2 separate regions of the Macaca mulatta genome follow, and region 1 is linked to region 2. Evidence: chromatin contacts called from public Hi-C data. All regions are on one chromosome and are shown on one strand. Each heading gives the region's core, a stretch centred on a gene start, on an enhancer-like site or on the middle of the called end of the contact. The rest is flanking DNA. Distances are from core to core; before and after follow the strand shown. Region 1 holds the start of BCL6 (BCL6 transcription repressor). Region 2 holds the start of TPRG1 (tumor protein p63 regulated 1).

Region 1 (4,367 bases), core at 577-3,076, 1.2 Mb before region 2:
AGTAACAGAATGATTGACCATGCAAGTGTTAAGACAGTCTAATACAGAGGTGAAGGATGAGGACTAGGAGTGATGTAGAGGGAACTGGTTATCCTTGTCTCATATAATGAACAGTAGCAAAGTTCACAGAAACACATGTATTGGCAAATTCAAAAGAAACAGTTTGTCCCAACATTTGGAAGCATATAATTTTATTTACTTACCCAATGCCTTGCTTCACAGTCCAAAATTTTGCTCAAAACCTGCAGAGAAGAGAAGAAAGCAAACAGAAATTGATTTAACGAATGTAAGATTGTCCACTATAGTCTTATTTTAGGACATACACATTTAGTTTTGCTTTGATAGTTGCAGCTTGCCAGCTGGTGTGGTTTTACCACAAGCTAACAAACATTTTCCAACTCTGCTCTTACGAAAACAACAGGCACCCGAAGCTATGAGATAATAATGTTTTTATCCTGAGTACTGGGAGTACAATTGCATACATTAATTAGTTATACATACATACATACATTTCCTTCTTCAAAGAAAAAATGTATACCATCCAAAGGCCACTTGAGTTTATGGGAAATAAAAAACAAGAAAAATGGTTCTGTCAACATTAACAATAATGATCCGTCTGTGGCCTAAATATACTGGACGTCATTCAAAACCTGCTACAATATTATCTTTCAAGTCTTAGAATGATTCCACGAGGACGATAGGGCCAATATCTTTATCCTTATTTCACTGGCAATGAAACTGAGATTTAAGGGTTCAAGTGGCTTGCTCAAGGCAAACAGCTAGGCAGTATTTCCTGCCTATCTGAAATATTAAGACTGAATATAGCTCTGCAGAACACAGCCTGAGACGTCATGTCTACGTATTCCTTGAAAACCTTTGTCTTGTTTTTCAAAGTTTTCTCTCCCTTCCCTACTGGGTCTAAGACCAGACAGAATGCTATTGCTTCCAAGTTTGTGCTTCTCCCTGCTGGTAAAAGACTTAACTATGTGATTTAGCTGAGAACTGGTCAGGGAGCACTAAACCTTAAAGAGATTTAATGAAATATGTACCTCCTTTCAAACTGGCTTCTCTAAAACAAAATCATTAAAAGCATAGGTGTGAGACCCTCATTTATGATCAAATGCGGGCTGCAAAACAAAACAATATTCAAACTGTCTTTCCTCCTGTAAAAAGAAAAAAAAAAAAAAAAAGCAGAACCTTTTAGAGCTATTTTCCGGGTAAACGGGCCTGAGGCCAGCAAGGTCATGTTGGGCCATGTAGATGGTTGGTGACCTGGCCCTAGGTCTTCTGGCTCCAATTCCTGTCCCCTTTCCAAATCAGCCTACGTGCTGTAGAACATGCAAGACAGCACCCTGATGTGGGTGAATCTCATTTTTAAGTTCCTTCCCCCACACAAACACTTTGCCCCATTCCAGGCTGCTGAGTCTTACCAAATGAGCACTCTAAAATGAGAGGTTTCCTTGAGTCTGTAACCAAACACTCTGACATTTCTCTGTGGTCCCAAGTGCCAGTCACTCAATCCCATCGGCTCCAAGGTTAGTGTGTGCATGTGAGCGAGTGAGGACTGGAGGGAAGGAAGTGGGGAAGGGAGAGGACAGAAAAAGACAAAAGAACCTATCTCCTCTTCTCCCCAGCCCAACTCGAGATAGGCAAAGAGAGATAGACTAACTCGGCCTTTACCAAACGTCAAGGATTTTCTCCTTTGCAAAAGAAAGCTGAGGACACACGGGAGGTTTACATGTAAACTTTCCTCTCTTCCCTCATGGAAGGGATCCTCAAACACTTCTGGAATACCTAGGCTGTTCTTTAACCAGCTTCAACCACCAGCTTGCTTGTGGATTTCCAGTCGCAGGCTTCTGGAACCACAGGAAGCCCAGATTTGCCATTTCACCATAACAAGTGGCAATGACTCACTCCAGATGCGGACTGAAACAAACAAATTCTCCTGTGTCCACTGTCAGCTAGGCCTTGGGCTTTTCACCCTAAGCCTCTGCCTGGCCAAAAACAAATGTACATACACAAGGCACAGTTTCACTCCTTTGTAAGCCAACTCTTCTTAAGAGCCCCACCCCCCAACTCCTGAGTGTGTGGGTTGAGTGTGGGCAGTGTTGTCACCAAATGCCGCAGGTGTGGAAGCACCACCAGTACTTGGTTTGTACTTTTACCGAGCCCTTAGTCCTTTCCCACCCCTCAGGATTACATCTTATCCTTATAACAGCCCTGCTTTATTAGGGAGGGAACTGAGGCCCCAGGTGAGAAGCCTTGCTCCAAATCTCAAAGCCAATTTCCAGCAAGTTCTGGACATGACTCATCTCCTAGATTCAGCCATTCCACTAATGCCACACAAAAGACTACCCACAAAAACAATCTCCAAGGAGCAGGGCTGTCAATGAGAAACTGCCACTTGCTGGCTGCCCCCAGACCTGGACTTCCCATCCCAATCAACCCGCACCCGCGCTGGGTCAGTAACCACCACGGTAGAGTTACATGTTTTCTCCTCCCTTCCTCCCTTTAGCTCCTTTGGCGCTTTCCTTGTGCATAGCCAACTAGGCTCCTTGAGAAGGCAGATCCTTTAAAAGAACTTTCCATTGAAGAAGAAAACAGGAACCAAAAAAAAAAAAAAAAAGCAAACAGAGAGAAGACAGCAGAAACGAGAGAGAGAGAGAGAGAGAGAGAGAGAGAGCGAGAGAGAGAGAGAGAGAGAGAGAGAAAATAAGAGCGAGAGGCGAGGTTAAGAGCCAGAGAGCGAGCCAATACAAAAGACCCCATCCTTTTCCTTCCTCCTCCCCTGGGCTGGCACCAGGAAGCCCCATTTTCTCGCTCACACATAAGAGCACAAACACCAGCCTTGCGCGCCGGGGCAAGCCTAGGCAGACCTCGCTACCCCACCCCGACGACTCCGTACCTGTCTTCCAGGGACTGCCCGCCCCTGGGCGATCCACCTCGAAACCCCCCGCAAGGCGCGATGGAGGCTTTGTGGTATGACCGTGGCGGCCCTAAATTTAGTTACATTCAAATAAAACCTTTCGTGCACCTCGGTAGCTAACATTGTGTGTATGCCTTTTTTTTTTTTTTCCCTGTTACGCCGTCAAGGCAGCGGGCAATGAGGGGAATGGCACAGCCCTCTCATTCCCGGAACGTAGTCAATCTCGGCTCTGCGGATTTCACAGAACACACTTTGCCTATCGCCGGCTCCAACAAGAAGTAACTTTCCAGGAAGCTGCCGGGCCCGGGCAGCCGCCAGGATCGCTGCCTGCGCTGTGCCGGCCGCCGGGGATTCACCCGGGGAGGCGGGGCCGCCGGGGAAGGCTCGCGGGGAATACAGCACACTTTCCCCTAAATCCCTCGTCCGCGCCGAGTGCAGGGCTCTCAGAGTTCACCTAGTCCAACCTCTCACCCGCAACCATTTATAAATAGGGAAGGTCAGACAAGTTAGTAGCAGAGCTGGGTCTAGAACCCAGGAGTTCGAATACAATCCGAGGCTCATATCGAGACTTTAAGTTGTCCGATTCCGAAGTTTATTTGCTTGTTTCCCTCTTTTTGCCTTCCATTCTCCCTCACCGCCTTTCTTTAGGGGAATGTTTCTTTAGGGGAATGTTTGGGCTAGACTTCAAGGTCAAAAAGATGGAGTCCCTAGGGGCTGAGGGTCTCCATCATAGGCGCCCCTGGCAAGGTTGGAGAAAAACTAAATCGAAAGCCCCTTCCGCCTACGTTGGCAAGAACGGGAACCCAGCTCCCCTTGGTTTCCGCCCAAAGTCTTTAGAATAGGAGCTGCCAAGCTGTAAGGATTTTCGAAACCGATTTCCCCGAAACCGTAGAGACACTGCTTGGACTCGGCAGAGGCCGGGGCCCCGACCCCTGCGCACGCACTGGCACTCTCCAAAGTTGCCTCGCCTTCCTGTGGCCCTCCCGGGTGCCATGTCCTAATTGGCCTCGGTAGCAGGCTCCGGGGTGCGCTTTCGGGGGTGAGGGGACAGTGAAAGACTCAGCCACAAAGGCCGCAGTCTGATCCTAAAACTAGCCAGTGGCGTCACACTGCGCCGCTCATCCCTTCTGCGGCAGCGGAAGGGTCAGAGTCGGTCTGCAAAGACGGTGCCTCTTTGGTCTAAAAATCCTACACTGAGGCTTTCTCACCCCTTCGCCCGGTAGGATAAAGGTGAAAGAGACGGTTGGGATTTAATATGGGGTGGAGATGAGAATCTGGGAAGTTAAAATTAAGTAAGTGCATTTATTGGAAATTAGGAGTCCCGTGGTTCCGGGAGCTCAAACCTAATGGTGTTTTTACCGCTGCCTAACACTAGAGAGAGCCCTCCATCAAGGTTTGAAACCGTCAACCCCTTTCTCGCCCCTCCCCTCCTTCCCATTGA
Region 2 (4,653 bases), core at 289-2,788:
ATGGCATGTCTATTTTTTCTGCATGTCACATAGAAGCAGGCACAGTTAACGCACAACGATATTATTGAATCAGTGCTCAGTAATGATGACTATTGTTATGCACTTGAGCCTGGAGACCTAGGACAGAGACAGGAGCATATCTGGATTTAAATCCCAGGGCCACTATATGTTAGCTGTGTAACCTGGGGCAACTTTATTAATAATAAAGTATGTGAACAATCTTATATCGCTGTACAAGGAGTGTTCATATATATTATCCAACTTAATTCCTAGAACAACGCTGTGTGAGAAGAACTACTGAGTGCTGACACTAGTCATTGTGCTAGGCTCATAGTTGAATTCAGATTCCAAATTAAGTAGCCCGATTGTAGAAAAAAACCACATATGAACATTTTTCTTTTTTCCTGGCTCAGCACTACCAGTACTGCTCAGCACTGCTTCTTTGAGGTACACTTATGCCCATTTTACAGATGAGAAAACTGAGACCTAGAAAACTTAAGTAATTTGTCAGTATTGTATAACTAGTTCATGCAAAACATGGGCTTGTAGGCACAAAGTCCATGCTCTAAGCTACCTATCTATGTTATCAGAGAAACATGACTATGACCAACCTAGCTATATACAATTTTCCACAGCCATGTGAAAGTTTTATGATTCTTTAACATTTCTGGGTGTCTGCTATGCTCGGTGCATTGGGCTGGACCTTGTATATGTTGGGAAGAAGGAGGACTTACAAAGACTAAGATACAGTTTCTGCTTTCAAGAAGTAAATAAAAAACAACTAAAATATTCTATCATCCACACCTATTCCCTCTCCCTTCTTTTTTCAGCATGTTACTGGATGCTGCCTCTTTATCCATCTGCCCTGGTGGAGATCTTGAGGTTACAGGAATAGCCAAGAGAGACACAGGCAGAGTTAAGTCCAAAGCAGTCAGCAAAGGTAAGGAGACATAGATGGGTCCAGGTGGTAATGGATGTAGATACTGGACTTGAAGATTTCGGTTTCTAGAGAAGACAGCAGCTCTCCATGCCCAGTTTAATGCCATGGATTAGCGTGGGAGTGGCCCCAGACCCGCAGGGAGAAAAGGCCAATGGTCAGAGTGGAGATACTCAGGACACGCCAGGTGTCCGAGGGACTGGAGAGTTATCCCTCTCTATTACTAAGTGGATTTCTTCTCCCCCTTGCAGGCCAAAGCATGAATACTGGACATAGCCCACATCGAGAGTGGAGAACTTGGTTTTGGTTCCCAAGTAGACCACTCATCAGCAGATGACTGTGAGCAAGTCACTTCCTCCCTCCAAAACTCCATTTCTGCAGGGATTCCATAAAATGGGCATAAGGATTTTCACTGTACTCGTATGAACTGGATTAGGTCATCATGTGCTTTAACACTCTTGGCTGTGAGCACTAGGTGCAGCCAACATGCTGATGCGAAAGAAACGTCTAGGTTTTGCCCCCTGCGTCTTTCCTCGTGACAGGATTATGCTGACGGAGGGCACATCAGATTGACTCACACATACTGAAATGGTCATAGTTATTGAGGTTACCCAGTTTCCAGGCCTGAACTAGTAAACCTAGCAATGAGAATCAGCCAGCATTAGCAAGTTTTCCTTGTGGGAGTGGGGTGGGGGTGGCGACTGGAGGGAGTAGGCGCTGAACCAGGAAAGGAGGAGGATGCTCATTGGCTAAAGATCCGTGCCTGGAAATTAACAGCGTTAAAGTGAGACTTGCTTTAAGTTCCAATCCGGTAAGGCAAATGGAGAGGCTGTCAGGAGACCAGAACTTTACCTCAGCTGTGCACTGACGCACCACGTGCTTTGGTGCACATCCAGCGCCTCTCCCTGCCTCAGTTTCTCCGTTTGTAAAACAACAGCTTGTAAAGGTCTGGGGATCTTCTCATCCTCGGGAGTTTTCTAAGGATGCAGGCGAAAGAGGTAGGAAATGTCCTCTGTCTCTGTCCTGGGTCTTCGGGATCAAGGCCTTTTGAACCAATTCCGGAATCCGCCACCGGGCGGTGGTAGGAGAGAGCCAGAGGATTCGTCAGTAAGGGTGCGTGCGTGACACAGGACTTTTAAATAGATCGCTTTGTATCTAGCACGGTAGCACCTGCTTCTAAGCTTCCAACGGCAGCTCCAGCAACGCGATCATTCAAAAGCGGCCGCTTTCCATTCACGTCTATAATTAGCGCGCAGGCTGCAGCTCAGGCTGGAGCTGCAAAGCGGGGCGGCGGCCTTGTGGGCGGGGCCACCACCTCCTAGCCCCGCCCCCTTCGAATTCCACCTTCCCCGCCCTTCCCAGCCAGGAGCCTCCTGCAGCCTCCTCCCCACCCCCACTCTCTGTCCTCGCCCTGGTCCTGGGCTTCGCTCTCGGCGCTCCAGGATTCCTGGACGACAGGGCCCAATCGTACCCTCACTTTGGGATCACTCTTGTGCAGTAAATAAGCACCTTGAAAGACGCATTCCAGGAGGGCAGCTATATTTAGAGTGGCATCCTCCTCTCCTCCCCGCACGCTCCTGCATCCCGCCCTCTCCCCTCCCCGCCCCGCTCCCCGATGCCCCTCCCAGCCACCTCTCCCTCTTTGTCGCATTACATAGTAATCTGAGATGCACTGGATGTGCTCCAGGGAACAGAATGTACTTGGCAGAGACGCGGGGCTTGATGTCTGCAAAATGTCGGAAACGCAGCCAAGAGCTGCTAACTGGGTCATTAACCTCCAAAAGCAAAGCGAGGACTGTAAGGCCCGCTCTGCCTCCCTTCATCTCGCCAATAAAAGTGCCTCAGTGTGAGGGGGAAGAAAAAGCCCAAGGTTGGCTGCTTTGATTTCTAGGCACCAAAGGCAGGCCCGTCCTCTCCTCCTGGCCCGGGCCCCAGCCCCTCCGGGCCAGCTTCTGCGCCGCATCAGAGTTTACAAGTGGCCTTTGAAAGGCTCAGCAACCCCGCAGGGCCATGCTTGCGCCTCAGTAAAGAAGTTACCCAGCAGCCCTTCCCTACCGCACAGACTTGGACCCATTTTCTTGGGTCCAGGAGGAGTTAAGGGAGTCGGGGTGAGCAGGGGTGAAAGGAGAAGGTCCCAGGCCCTTCACCTACAGTCACGGGCTCTGCAGTCTCTCTCCTCCTCTGCTTCTCTCCCTCTTATTCCTCCCCCTCCTCTTTCTTCTTTCTCTCTTCTTCCTTTCCCTCTTCCACTTCTTTCTGAGAGCAGGCTTTGAGGTAGGTGCATGAATACATGGCTTGGCTCCAGGAGATTTGCATTCAAGTTGCTCGCAGCTCTGTCACTTGCTATGTGACCTTGGGTGAGTCACTCATTTCTCTGCTTTTAAATTCCCTTCTTCTTAATTGTTCACCACAATAACACCTTCCTGACATACATCACAAAACAGGCCAAATGAGAAACTCTTTCCCTGACCGCCTTGTCTTTCATCCCTCTGAAAGCCCTGAGGTCCAAAGTGCCTCTGGCCTTGTGTGTACTCCTGGAAAATAGGAATATAAGTGATCTCAGCAGAAAGATTCAAACGTTTGAATGTTCTTAAGGGGGTAGCCCCTAAAATCCACCCTCTTCAAGTTTTCTAGCCCTGTGAGGTTGCCAAACAGACACTTCCCCTAATGTTCCAACCCACTTCTCCAGTGGCTAGAGAGAGAAAGTGACCGGTACAGAAACCAGAAGAGGTTGTGCAGTTCCTCAAATGAGACTCCCTTCCTTGTTGGAGGGAAGACAGTCAACCTGCTAAGACTAGCAGCAGCCAAACGAGATGTCGGTCTGAGCAGTCTCAACAAAAGTCCAGGATTAGGAGAATGGAGATTTGTGCAGCCACGCTGATGACAGGAGGATAGCTCACCCCGGTGCCGTCTAGGAAATTAGAACCAAGACCAGCCTGGCATCAGCAGCCTTCCTGCCTCGTTTCTCCTTGATCTGACCACTCCTTCTGTGGCAGCCACATCAGATGGACTCTGCCTGGTCGCCGTGTGCCATGGACGCCTCCAGCTTTCCTGCCACCTGGGCCTTGGCTGAGGCGTCTTAAAAAAATTATAAAACTCATCAGAACTTGATGGCCTCTATTTGGCCTATCTTTGCCATACATTCAAACCTTTCGCATCCCTCAAAACCCACCTTCAGTGCCAACTCCTCTATTTAGATGTCACTTCTTTCTCCTTCGGTCTCAATACACCCGGCCAGCATTGGGTTATGCTATTTTTGTACTTGTTAGATCCCTCTTATGCCATAGAGATTTCTCTGTGGATACAAACTCTGTTGATGATCTCAATACTGACGGCTAAGGTGACTATACATCCTGCTTTGCCATCCCAGTTCATGGCTTTGTCTTGGTATAATTCGTTATTAATAGGTCCCTCCTTCACCTTGAAGTTTTCGGGTTTGGATGATCAATTATACAGTCACCTCACTGAGGGTCCCTATCCAAGTACATGGTACATTAGTAGGGGCTCAGTAAATGTGGCAGAATACCCTGAAGGGCATTTAAAGGATCTTTATACCCAGTTCCCTGGGGCTCTCAGTCCTCCCCTTTTCACTCCTTTTCCGGAGGCAGGCTACCATTTGTTCCTCTCCTCTCAAGGTCTGCAGAATGACCTATGACCACTTTCTTTCTTTCTTTCTTTTTTTTTTTTTTTGAGACGGAGTCTCGCTCTGTTGCCCA

Evidence for each region. A called contact is a pair of places that touch in the nucleus more often than the background predicts.
Region 1: a Hi-C map of prefrontal cortex shows a contact between it and region 2, with 6 times the contacts expected there. The contact joins the promoter of BCL6 here to the promoter of TPRG1 in region 2. A contact is called at or near these places in 10 of 14 Hi-C or Micro-C datasets (CD4 T cells, blood, fetal cortex germinal zone and 5 more).

What each region holds. Positions count from the first base shown.
Region 1 is chr2:10,892,957-10,897,323 of T2T-MMU8v2.0, reverse strand. It overlaps BCL6 (BCL6 transcription repressor), which reads right to left and starts at 1,826. Exons shown (of 10, transcript NM_001261326.2): 1 at 1,431-1,826; 2 at 204-242.
Region 2 is chr2:9,686,471-9,691,123 of T2T-MMU8v2.0, reverse strand. TPRG1 (tumor protein p63 regulated 1) reads left to right here and starts at 1,538. Exons shown (of 12, transcript XM_077991227.1): 1 at 1,538-1,935. It overlaps LOC144338983 (a long non-coding RNA gene), which reads right to left and starts at 2,523. Exons shown (of 3, transcript XR_013413501.1): 1 at 1,790-2,523.